Regions from separate parts of the Mus musculus genome. Here region 2 is linked to region 1. A link is a contact called in public HiChIP or PLAC-seq data. All regions are on one chromosome and are shown on one strand. The core of a region is the stretch at or near the end of the contact, and the rest is flanking DNA. Distances in the headings are between cores, read along the strand shown. Region 1 overlaps Gm5907 (predicted gene 5907). Region 2 holds the start of Erich1 (glutamate rich 1).

Region 1 (3,021 bases), core at 66-2,565:
AACTGAAGAACTTAAGTGTTAGGAACAGGCGAAGACATGCCATGTCTGTTTCTCTCCAATGGTGGAAGTCCTAGGAATCACTCCCTTGGGATTTCCTTCAGGAAAGACCCTTAGCTACCGAGGGTGTTTTCGATCGATTCCACTGATGGCTCGTTTTCAGGATAAACGTTTTTTCTTTGAGCTTTTTTTTTTTTTTTTTTTTTTTTTTTTTTTTTGTGGTTCTGGAGATCAGACCCAGAGCCTCCACATGCCAACTGCACACTCCAGCACCAAGCACGACCCAACCTGCTCATTTTTCCTTCCTGTATCCTATAATCTTAACCACGGATTGATTTCTTCCTAGGAAGCAACGTTACAGATGTTCCTGCTTTTCTTCTGTGCGCTGTGATTTCAGCTCAAATTCATGCAATGAGTTGGTTTTTCATTTGTTTTGTTTGTTTGTTGTGTTTTGTTTCGTTTTTTTCACCTGCATATACTGATTTTCAAGGAAGGTTAGTACTGGACAGTCACACAAGGGTGTTTTGTCCGGGGCAGCCATCCTGGAGCTGAGCTGCATTCAATGACTGTGGAACCCTGCTCTGTCCCTAGACCAGGACCCTATCCAGCAAATAATCAAAAGGTGCTGATGGAACTGTGTGACCGGGGCCTCTCCTCACCTCTGGGAGGCTGGCATTAGAGTGCCTCAGAGAGCTGGCGGTGGAGAAAGCAAGAGCAGAAGCTGCCCCCAAACACCCGGAGCGCAGTGGCTGTGTTAGGACCAACCTCAGCCATCTTGGTCGGAAGAAGATCCAATATTATCACGCCTAAAACTCGCTTCTTTGCCATATTGATGATTTTGATTTAAAAGGAATTGAGAACCAATTAGTGTTGAGCAAATTCTACTTTTCACCTCTATTGCCTTGAATAAAGTACACACTTTCCCTTTGTGCACATACATAAAAGGAATGTTGCCAACAAATGGCTCCGGCCAGGAAGAGAGTGGTACTCACAAGCTTTGATCAGCGGAGGAATCTGCCTTGTGGCACAGCTGCCCCTGACTGCCCACACCCTCTCTGTAGAGCCCCATAGCATTTACGCTCCTGTGAGCCACTGCGCATGTGTGGACACCGAAATGCTTTTCTCCTATTACTTTCACGTTAAAATGAATTCATAGACTGGCTTAAGAACCGAAACTGGCAGGAGGAAGTGATTTGCTTTCCACCTAGAGCCCATATTTACTTTCTATTACCATTCTGACTCTTTTGTTCAGTGTCTAAAGTGGAAGAGTGTAACTTCCTATGGCTTTGTGTGGCTGGCCAGATGCACAGCCTTGCCACCTCAGGAGGAAGTCGTCCTCCACCCACCCACCCCCAGCCCCCCCGCACTGTACCGCAGCTTGGAGATCTAGATGTCACATGAAAAATAAGGGCTCAAACTGCTTTGTGGCAGTAGGGTGCCAGACTTTAGGGCTCATGCCTCTACCTGAAGTACAGTGGCCTAACGTTGCTCTGTGCCTGGCTGGTTTTCTGTACAATTAAGTTCATTTAAACACAGGGCTCCCTGGCCAAAATGTCATGGTGAAAACCACCAACCCAGTTCAACCTCTTTATTTTCTCCGTGGCTCCCTCGCGGGGGGAATGTACTTTACTATAGGTCAGAGAGTGAGTGGTTTGGCAGAGCTGCCTAGACCAGTCCCGAGGCCCCAGCAGCATCACAGAGACCTACCGCAGCTCCGAGCCCTGAGACCCAGCGCAGTCCTCTTGGATCTCACCCGGTCCACGTAAAAGTCTGTGCCTCCTGCCAAAGGTCACCGAGTTCAACCCGCCTCTAGCCAGAGCCCCACGGCCACAAAAATTACAGTTTTTGAAAGCCCAGAATGGCATCTTCAGTGTACAGTGTGTGTGTGTGTGTGTGTGTGTGTGTGTGTGTGTGTGTGTGTGTGTGTTGTGGCTCTGAAGGAGATGGACCCTTTTAGGGAAAGGAAAGGACAGAAAAAACCCAAAGCAAAAAACAAGACAGCCTTGAATAGCCATTCTGCTGACCCCAAACAACTGTAAACAGTAGCAATAGAAAAAACATTTAACCTCTGAGTTCTGCTCCTAGAAAACAAGACAATGCACGGGCTACTGTTTCGGACAGAGCAGCGGGCCCCTCCCCTTGACACACCCTCCAAGGCCTCTAAGACCCCCTTATGCTAATCCCTGGTTTCACGTGGGTCTTTTTCTCCAGTATAGTTCAAACAACTACACTGAGGTTTCTCAACTCCCCCCACATCTGCTTTAACACAGCAAAAAACACACATGAGTTTGCCTAACATCTGCTCGCTTCTCAGTGTTGTTCCTAGGAGGATGTGAACCAGTGGTCTACGTAATAGTGGAAATGCCGTCCTTGGGTGTTCTAGTCACTAACAATTAAAAAACTATTATTGTTAACCAAGAGCAGTTACTGGTATATAATCCCCTGCCCCCCCCCCCCCACAGTACAGTTATACTTGAGAGACCATGTTCTTTATTTAGAGAGAACAAAATTAACTACTTTTTTTTTTTTTTTCCAAACAGGGAAAGGCATGAATACAGTCCCTTGACACACAAAGCAGGCAATCAAGTTTCACACAGTTGGGAGAGTCTTTGGGATTGCGTGCTCTCTGTAATGGGAGCCTGGGTGGTGGTGGTGGTGGTGGTGGTGGTGGTGGTGGTGGTGATGGTGGTGGTGGTGGTGGTGGTGGCGGTGGTGGTGGCGGCGGCGGTGGTGGTGGTAGTGGTGGTGGTGGTGGTGGTGGTAGTGGTGGTGGTGGTGGTGGTGGTGGTGGTGGTGGCGGTGGTGGTGGCGGTGGTGGTGGTGGTGGTAGTGGTGGTGGTGGTGGTGGTGGTGGTGGTGGTAGGGCATTTTACGATCACAATGTCTCCCCTACCTGATAAATTTCTTTTTAATGACTGAAGAATCATATTCTTATTGCACAAAAATAAGAAAATTCAGTAAGATATACAGACGGAAACACAAAACAATCCATTCTCAGAAGTAGCCTTGAGGAACATTTGAATG
Region 2 (2,732 bases), core at 232-2,731, 98 kb after region 1:
GCAGTGTTAACGCTGCCCAATCCAGACACTGCGGCTGGCCTGAAGCTCTGATCTAGGTCTCTTTCGGTATCTTATTCATTACCAAGCTGAGTCTTTCCTAGAAACCTTTCTTCCCATCTCTCTCATGCTTTCCCTCCCTCCTCCATCCCCATATAACCACCATGAGGCATCCTAGCTGGCCTTCTCAGGCTTAAATGCCTACTTCCAGGTTTATGTTTTGGGTTCACAAGCCCCACTCTTTGGAAAACACAGTATCCTTCAACTATTTACATTTTACCTGATAATTCTGTCATATAGTCTCTTCAACAGAAAAAGAGACTGTTTTCAGAGAGTAGTTTAGTGTCTGATTAAAACGACCAAAAGCTTTCCTGCATTTTACCTTAATTTACTGAGGTTAAAAAGAGTCTTAAAGTTGGCGAGGTGCTTTATAGATGATATAATTCCTTGCATTTAATGCCAAGTTTTGAAGCATCTCGAACATAGAAGGGAATTCAAGAAGAGAAAGCACAGGGTGTGGCGTCAACCCAGGAAACAGCTGAACCTATAAAGTGTTTGTATCCTCTTCCTTGCAAGGATTAGAAAAAGGTTTTGCTGCTCAGTAAAGAACACTTATGTTCATCTTGAAACACAACATCAGATCAGACTGTTTTGAAAGGGTTATATCTGTCCTTTCTGATCCCTGAGATCATCTTACTTCCAACCCCCCCCCCCGCCCCACCCCCATAAAGTTTGATGAAACTTAAGTCACTGAGGCTGAAGTGGAAAGTCGCTAGTTAAGGATGGGGACTATACTAATTTGTTCATGGTTTTCTTGCTTGCAGAGAAATTAGTTTCCTGCTTTTTAAGCAGATACTTATTAACTATATACAGTTGCCACTAGCCGTCTCCTCCACCTCCCTCCCATTTCACAAGAGAGAAGCATGTTTTAAACACAGAAAAGTCTCATATTCTCTACTCCTATCACATGAACTGCACTTCAGGACCTCAGGGTACTAACCCAGAGATGACTGCAGGCCTGGCTGCCCTAGGTAAAGGCAATCCTCCAGACTCTAGGTCTTGTGTCCTCCACCCACCACCCCAATCCCCATCCCCACGCGCCAGCTCCGCCCCAGCAAAGAAGATCCCAGAGTCCGGTGAGGCCTCTGCTCCACTAGTGTGGTCCAGGGAGAACGAAGGCCCCTAAAAGCTGCGACAGCGCCAGACCCAGCCAGCAGGAAGGGGAAGCCACCACAAGAAGGGTACCTCAGGGCCCAGCATGTCCCATCTTGCCCTAGACACTCAAGGTCCCTGTAGCCCCTACGATCCCTCAGTGCTCAGGGCCATCAGCCTACCACGTCCGCCACCCCTGGGTATCTCGGATCCAGTCTCCGTTCGCGTTCCGCGCTTCCTGCCTACCCTGCTTCCGAAGAGAAGACATACTGGACCCCAGCCGGGATCTCTGGCCCCAGCCGCCACCAGTCGCGCGGCGCTTCCGGATTCCTCTCGTGTAGGCCCGCCCACAATATTAGGAGTGCCTAATCCGGACCCGAATTCCCCGCCGCTGGATGTCAATCATCCATATTCGGGGGCGGATTGGTTCGTATGCGGCCCGGGCGTGGCTTAAACTCTGCCTCTAGGAGCCTGGCTCTGGAGCCTGCGCGGAAGGCAGACGGCCTGAAAGCTCTGCTCCTGTGGTTTGCGGTTTGCCCCTGTGATGGACGTGGGCCAAGACACAGCTGGGGACAGTACCGGCTCTGCACACTTGCGGAACTTGGAGTGCAAGCTGGAGAAAGGTTGCTGAGGAGAGAAGGAAGGTCTGGAGGCTTGAAGCAAGGCAAGGTTCCCCAGACACCTGCAATCCGTTCCGCGCGCCCCTCACCACGTCTGCCAGTTGTACCGCTGCACGGCTGGAGATGCTCCCATCTGTTTCGCGTCTACGAATCCCTCTCATTGTGTCGTCTTCCACTTTGCTTTTAGACCAGCTGTGTTACCGCGCTGGAGCCCTTGTTCCCTGTTGACATTGAGTCTTCACCCTTGAACTGCGTCTTCAGAAACATGACTGCCAAGTTCCTACATGGTCTGCAAGCTGGTGGTAACGTTCATGAAAGGTCAGATAGAGGAGCATGACCAAGAAGACTGTAAGGACCATATTCCAAAGAGATGGGCTCTTTGAAGGGAAATAATGCAGGAGCAAATGATTTGGGTTTCATCTTTGAGAAGATGAAAGAGGAAGACCTGATGTTATGAAGAGAATGCTCAAAACATTTTTAGAGCCTATCTAACGCAGGTTTGGATCTGGAAGGAGAGAAGGCGCGCGGTTGTTGCTATTGCAGGACTCTCTGGAACACTCACTCGGACATCAGTGAGAGTAGAAGCGAAGAGATGTCGCAGATGGACTCAAGCCAGGGTTGCTCCTGAAAGGCTTGGTTGGGCTCCAGTCTGTTGTTTGCGTTTTATACTCTAAAACCACAAGGTGGGGTGGGCAAGCAAGCGAAATTTTACAGATGCCTAAGAGGCAGTCAGCAGGTTGTTAAGGGTAACATAGCCCAATGTTTCTGCTATTTCTCCAGGTCGTTATGTTCCAAGTAGCCAGTAAAGACATGCTTGTCAAATAAGCAGGACAAGCAGTGCTTTGAATAAGTCATGAAATGAATCAATAAATCAGTATTTAATAATAGGTCTCTGCTGCTTTCTTCTACTTTACTGGTAAAGATCATGGAAGAAGCAACTTCAAACGGAGATGTGTAAAATTG

The links. HiChIP or PLAC-seq counts read pairs in DNA pulled down with a chosen protein or histone mark.
Region 2: a contact with region 1 is called in a BATF HiChIP or PLAC-seq map of CD8 T cells, with 29 read pairs. The contact joins the promoter of Erich1 here to the enhancer-like site in region 1. A contact is called at or near these places in 1 of 39 promoter capture datasets (the SN4741 cell line), 1 of 15 datasets of contacts at CTCF or cohesin (CD8 T cells), 10 of 484 Hi-C or Micro-C datasets (CD4 T cells, CD8 T cells, DN3 thymocytes and 7 more), 6 of 115 datasets of contacts at active chromatin or transcription factors (CD8 T cells, T-cell acute lymphoblastic leukemia, effector CD8 T cells and 3 more) and 1 of 9 other capture datasets (adipose tissue).

The regions. Positions count from the first base shown.
Region 1 is chr8:13,991,441-13,994,461 of GRCm38.p6, forward strand. The region is part of intron 1 of Gm5907 (predicted gene 5907); the gene reads left to right. Among named protein-coding and RNA genes, the nearest start is that of Gm5907, 6.9 kb to the left of the region's middle. Within about 2 kb of position 1,316, at least 64 of the 459 cell types and tissues checked have an H3K27ac peak or open chromatin away from gene starts, as enhancers often do. A contact at or near this core is called in CD8 T cells, T-cell acute lymphoblastic leukemia, Th1 cells and 5 more, where this site is marked.
Region 2 is chr8:14,088,846-14,091,577 of GRCm38.p6, forward strand. Erich1 (glutamate rich 1) reads right to left here and starts at 1,482. Exons shown (of 6, transcript NM_001034862.2): 1 at 1,396-1,482. The coding sequence starts at 1,417.